Regions from separate parts of the Mus musculus genome. Here region 1 is linked to region 2. Evidence: chromatin contacts called from public ChIA-PET data. All regions are on one chromosome and are shown on one strand. The core of a region is the stretch at or near the end of the contact, and the rest is flanking DNA. Distances in the headings are between cores, read along the strand shown. Region 1 has its middle 75 kb from the start of Atl2. Region 2 has its middle 42 kb from the start of Qpct.

Evidence for each region. ChIA-PET counts read pairs in DNA pulled down with a chosen protein or histone mark.
Region 1: an RNA polymerase II ChIA-PET map of memory CD8 T cells shows a contact between it and region 2, with 5 read pairs. The contact joins two enhancer-like sites. A contact is called at or near these places in 17 of 484 Hi-C or Micro-C datasets (the C2C12 cell line, Th1 cells, bone marrow-derived macrophages and 12 more), 2 of 115 datasets of contacts at active chromatin or transcription factors (T-cell acute lymphoblastic leukemia and memory CD8 T cells) and 1 of 9 other capture datasets (embryonic stem cells).

Annotation. Positions count from the first base shown.
Region 1 is chr17:79,819,830-79,822,901 of GRCm38.p6, reverse strand. No RefSeq gene overlaps it. Among named protein-coding and RNA genes, the nearest start is that of Atl2, 75 kb to the left of the region's middle. Within about 2 kb of position 1,646, at least 21 of the 459 cell types and tissues checked have an H3K27ac peak or open chromatin away from gene starts, as enhancers often do. A contact at or near this core is called in Th1 cells and memory CD8 T cells, where this site is marked.
Region 2 is chr17:79,091,858-79,095,253 of GRCm38.p6, reverse strand. No RefSeq gene overlaps it. Among named protein-coding and RNA genes, the nearest start is that of Qpct, 42 kb to the right of the region's middle. Within about 2 kb of position 1,768, at least 29 of the 459 cell types and tissues checked have an H3K27ac peak or open chromatin away from gene starts, as enhancers often do. A contact at or near this core is called in Th1 cells and memory CD8 T cells, where this site is marked.

The sequences.
Region 1 (3,072 bases), core at 397-2,896, 730 kb before region 2:
TGCACCTGCGCAGTTCTCATGATGGATGCGGCTTATTTTCAGGTGTATGAGGAAGTCAGGTGCAAGTCATAAGACTTGGCTGCAGTCCCAGGTGCCATCTTGGGACTGCTGCCACACCTGCTCCTCACAGACCTGTACAACCAAACCTTGTGCCCACCCATTCTCTCCCATGTATTCAGCCTTTTATATAAACACATGGAAACTCTTCTAGAGTTGTGTTTACCCAGACTCTGAAGTCTTACGTTTTCATTACTTAAGAAGTCTGTCCTGTTTTTTCAGATAGACCCACTTAGAATCAATTCAGGGTCTTGTGAAAACTACTTGTAACAGTGTGTCAAGCTCAATCTTTAATTGCTTTGCCTCTGGAATTTTATTCAGTCCTGGACACTGTCTTCTGGCCATACTTCAACACTCAATTATAGCATAACAACAGTAGTGTTATACACTATACAATTTACATTCTAAGCAGTCTCAGGGTTTGGCCTGAGTCTAAGGCTTAACTCTGCTTTATTGTGTAGGTGGCACTACAGCATCCGTTTAATCTCTCTAGCTATATGGTTCTTCATGTGTCACCCAGAGTGATGATTTCAAATTGCACACACTGCAAAGAAAGGGTCTTTTATGTTTGCGTTCAATATAAGATAAGAAGTAAGAAGTGCTAATTTCAGAATCTAGCATAGGGTAAGATAGCTTGCTTCGGAGATTTTTTTTTCCTCCCATAGGAGGAACATGTTAAAGTGGAGAGAATTTAGATATTTACAAAGGATGGGTGCTGGGAGACGAAGTTATGATCGAAAACTTAGACAGAAACTTAGAAAAAATGTATTGACACTGGCTCCAAAGGAACCCAAGGTATGATGTAAAACTAGATCAATTAAAGCAAATGTGGATAAAGAGATGGACAGCTAGAATGGGAGGGAGGAAGAACAGCCTGGGTCACACATTTGCTTCTTGGGGACTGAAATTGTGATGTTTGTAACTTTCCAGTTACAAGGGAAATAGTAATGTCAATGATGGAAAACTGCAGAGACCCACCCACATGGTCAATGAGGAAGGCAGGCAGAAGATGAAATGGCTGAGTGCTTTAAAAATGAAGTTTTGAATGGTATAAGACCAACCTTTGCCCCCCACACAAAATAGGAAGGCAAAGAGACAAGAGAGAACCCTGCTGTCCAGGGATGGTTTTAGGGAGGTTTGGGGTCTTTACTGTCAGGTTTCCTGAAGAAGGGACCCATGCCCTGTGTGGGGGAAAACCCTGGCAAGATTAACATCTGGGGAAGTTGCTCTGGCCTACATAGCTGCATTTTATCTCCCACATATTAGAATTTAGCTTTGGAAAAAGCTCTTACGCATGTTTCTCCCAACATTGTCCACTTTGTGGGACCTGTGTGCCTTTGGCAAATGCAGAGCATTTAGAGAAGCAACACAGCATTAGTGTCTACTGACCTCTGCTTTAAACACAACAAAGCAAAACACAAACTAGAAATGGCCCAGATCCCTCTGGAGTTATGGAATCCACCTCCCCTATGTGCCCTAAGAAAGCTCTGGTAACTGTGTCTGGCTGTTTGGACAATGGCATGGATGTTGCTAGCTGTGATAGAGGTAGAAATGAATCTAAGAAACAGGATAAACTCAGAAACTTTCACTTTCAATTTCCTTGCCTTGGAAGAATGAAGCTTTGAGAATTTCAAACAGCCCCAGATGTAAACAGATTCTTTGAGGAAATACAACACACACAGCAAGGTTTTCTTTTTGAAAGAAAGTTAGATTTATGGAGCCTGTGGTTATCATGATTAATCTGAGAATTTATATTTCAAATAAAGACTCATGTTTCCCCTCTGCTGTATTTTGAGGGGCTGTGTAACATTGCTATTCCTTAACAGTGGCTCTCAACCTTTGAGATCACGTACCAGCTATCTTGCATATCAGATATTTACACTATGACTCATAACAGTTATGAAGTGCAACAAAATAATTTTATGGTTGGGGTCCCCATAACACGGGGAACTGTATTAGAGAGTCACAACATTAGGAAGGTTGAGAACCGCTGCAGTAGAAGAAATGATAAATCCACAGCAGCAGAGACAGAAGCCAGCAGGTTTTAACCTGTATCTCAGAATACCACAGGGAAATATCTGAAAGAAAAACATGGACTTTCTCAGTCCAAGATGAACCTCTCCTTTAAGAAACCCTCAAACTTTGTGTATGAGTGTTTATTGTAGCATCGTGCATCACAACTCCAGGATAGAAACAACTCGAATCCCCACTCACAGATGAATGACTACAAAATACAGAGGGAGATAGTCATTAGACGGGGTGTTGTACTGCAAGAAGAAGAAATGAAAATAGCAATGAGCCTTTCAAATGTTATACTTATGAAAAGATGCAAGCCAGGGAGACTCACACACTAGCTATTTCTGTTAGTATAAATTACCTGGGATATGCAGGTGTAGGGGCGGGTCTGATGTTAAGATCCTGTTCTCCAATTGGTTCTTGAACTGTCAGTAAAGAAAGCCATGAGACAATTGTTGGGCAAAAGGTACAGTTCTGGGTCCCTGGAGGGATAGGGAGATGCAAGGAAGGAGAGAAGGGAGTTTGTCAGGCGTTGGAGAGAGGAGAACCAGGCAGCCATGTAAGGCCTGGTAGAGTGTAGCTGCTCCTATAGGCAGGTGGTCAGAGATGTTTAGCAGGGACTAGATTCAACTGACTGACTAACGTTAGGGTAGGTAGGAGGAGCAGAGCTAAGAGTTAGGATAAGGGCATGCTTTTCCAGGCGGGAGATAGCATTGCCCAGCAATTGTGCCAAGAAGGCAAGTTGAAAATGAACAACTCTGTGTGTGTGTCTTTTATCCGTGGATTCAAGGGAAGCTGGAGGGGGCTGGTAGCATGGTCACTTCCCAGAACTAAAGTGGAGTAGCATAAAACTACACACAACATGCAAATCTGTGCAAAGAGATAAAGTGAGCGTCTGGGTGCAGTGTGGGGAGACTGCTAAGGAGTGTGGCCTGTGTTCTTAAGGGCAGTGCACTTTACTAATCATCCTGGCAGTGCTTGTGCAGCTGTGTGAAAATT
Region 2 (3,396 bases), core at 519-3,018:
AAAATAGGTGTTTTTGAAGTTAAGAGACAAAATACTGAATGAACTAGGAATTTGAACAGAACTTCTGGACTAAAACTCTCATAGTCAACAAATCTTTCCCTCCTGAGCTGACTGACCTCAGTCTTCAGCTTTCTAGTCTACCAGACTAGAAATGGTGTCTGGACAATGTCTCCTCCATCACTGTTGACTTCTGGTGGCAGGGAAGTTCACCTTTCTGGGTACACTCTTCAGAGTCCTACATTTTTAAACCTCTAAAATTAGAATGTTGAAAACTAGTCAACTTTCCTTATTGATGATGTCATGAGATGATGCATAGAGATAGAAAAATTCCTTCTTGTGCAAATTGTCCTATATAGTCAAATACCTTCATGTTCCAACACATACAGAAAGGGGGGAGAGGAAGAGAGGGAGAAAGAAAAGGAAGAGAGAGGGGGGGAGAGAGAGAGAGAAAGAGAGAGAGAGGGAGAGAGAGAGAGAGAGAGAGAGAGAGAGAGAGAGAGAGAGAGATTCCCTACCCAAGTGCTTCTTTCTCAAGATGAAAACACTCTGGAAGCTTTTTCTGATGCTTTTATAACCAACCTAAAAGTAGCTCTGTCATATATCGATAAATTCAAGTCCTTAAAATTCAATCATAGCATTGACAGAGAATGCTCTAATTTCTATGTATTTAGAAAAGGAGAATAATAACAACAACATCATAAGTAAGCCTATCAAAAAGGATGACAACAAGTTGCTTTCATTAGCATCCTTAAAAGAGTTCGTTAGATGCTTAACTACCTTTGTTTTATATAATTAGTCTCACTAAAAAGAAATAAAACTGAGATTCTTCTCGGTGAGTTTAATACCATTAGTCCTTCTATCAGTAGAAGATGAAGATGAGTTACATACCTAATGCATGCATCTATCATTGTTCTACACTTCTTGTCTCTAGCAAGATCATCTAGTTTGGGAGATAGATGTGAGATAGATTTTTAACAAGGAAAGGAGCCCAAATGCTCCTGCAGGCATCATAGGAACAGCAGTAAAATCGATGGCTGGGAGTCAGCTCCCTCAGTCGCCATCTCTACATCGATTGGTCCAGTAACATAAATCACAACATGTCAGTCTTGCTTAGCCAAACCCACAACTATTAAATCCATGCGTGCCAAGGACCTTTTGTGCCAGCAGTGTTAAGTGGGTGAGAGGCAGAAGCATTTCCTGGGTTACTTATAAGTGATGTTGTTCATATTTTATCAGTTTTAAATTTTACTTTTGCTACTTGCATAGTGTTTGTAACGTTGAGGTTTTTTTGGGGGGGGAAGGGGCTAGGTTTTGCTTTAAGCTACTTTGCTTTCTCTTCTTGGCAAGTATGTGATCTTAATATTGATTCTCAAATAGTCTAAACTCTCCACTGGCAAATTTGTATATATCAGGAAGTTGGGCCATGTTCCATGTGTTGCCTTTGAAATATGAGCACAATCCAGTGACTTCACATTGCGTGAGCATGCCAACCAAATTGAGGCTGAGGGATTCAGCCACGACAGGCAGTCCTTTCATCCAGCCTGTTTCAAAACTGTCACAAATTATTGCTGTTAGATGTATTGCCAGAATTCTAGAGCAAGTTTTCATGGGTAAGAGGATTTGAGGAGTATCTGCTACCACCCTTCTACACAATTAGCTAACCAACATCTCTCCTCCCTGTGACAGTGACTTTATACCATGGCTTCTGCTTCATGCAGCAGAACAATCATTTTACTTTCTGAAGGCTGAAAGATAAACCGTGGGTGTCAGAGCAGTAAAGCTTAAGACGGAAATAAGTTAAACCACTTCAAAACTACTCTTAGAGTTTCAGGCTATATAGACAGTAACCCCGAAACTGAGAGAAACCTCAATTTTCTTACCTTCATCTTTGAAACCTCACATAGACAGGCAGCCTGAGTGTGAAGAATACCCATGCCTTTGTGGATAGAAAATGCATGTAACAGCCCACATCACCTTGGCTTTAAGTTACTGAATGGTTTCCCTCATTTTCCCTTGATTCCCGTGATCTCTGTACCTTCATTCCCCAGGTTTAGATCGTCCAAAGGGACTCAGATGTTCTCTTCATCAGAGCAGAATATAACCAATTCTCATATTAAAGGATGAAAGAATCAAGAACCCTGTCCATAGCCCCTTTAAGTAAATGAATTTCCAGTTGGTTTGGTGGGGCAAATGATCAGCTTTTCACATGATTTCTGCTGGAGCACCGTGATCAATGCGTTTCTTTGATGCCTGAAAGAAGCTTCACAAAATACACTGTTTAAGGAGCTGGAGCCCAGGCTGCAAACATGGTCTGCTTTGTTCTTCTGGCAACTGGTTTCTGTCTAAAACATTTCTCCACTGTAAGGATCTGTCTTTTCTCCACCAGCAACAGCCCTCAAGCTACAATAACAGGCTCGTGGTTTTTTTTTTTTTAGATACCAAAGTTATGAATACACTTTTATGGATATTTTCCTTTGAACTCACTTCTCTTGAAGCAGAAAAATAGCCATATATATAACACTCGTAGGCAAAACATACAAATTGTTCCGCTAAGGGTTGTAAAATGTTCCGAAATGCACATTTTAAAATTCCAAACCCAGGATAGTGTGTATGTAGCACTTCCGTGACAGCTGTGTTTCTCAAAAAGTAACGTTTCTGACTGGCATGGATGACACAAAACATATCCCTGCCCCAAGTGTCTCTCTTTATGACCTCATGATTGCTCCTCTTAGATTCACATAGACTCTTGGTGAAGTAAAACAGTTCAAAGCAAGGAAGCAAGCCTTCGCTGCGTTAAGCTGCTTAAGTGTTTGCTCTCCCGTATCCCATTTCAACATATCCTCCAACCCCCTCTAAAATAATTCCATGAATGCCAACTCAACAGATTATAGTAGATCTCCTATTAATTTCACTCTGCCTTAAAAGGAGCTTAATCACTTCAGTTTATAATTCTGCACACAGCAATGCCAGCTATCATTCAGATTCCTGGTGAGACTTATTTTCCTGCTGCCTGTTATTGCTTAAACCACGAACCATCAACGCAACGATTTATTTTCTGATGTTAAAAAAAAATGTTATCTTCCACAAACTCCTTTTAACTATTTTTCTGTCATATTTCTTTTTTAAAAAATTAATCTGGAAAACTCTGCTTCCTTTAATCCTGCTTTGTGGCTTAGATTTCCCAGTCCTGGAGCCACTAGAGTTGATATCAGTTTGTGCTCAGGCTGATGCAAAAATAGCCTTAGGTGTGGCAGGGAAATAAATCTGCAGAGATGACATGCCTTTGATGGCTAACACTGTGAAGTGAGTCTTAGCCACAAAGGGTTTGGGAAATGTGACCCAGGCTGAGAGAATGCCCTGTGAAATGTTCAACATGCAGCTGTCACTTTATCTAAC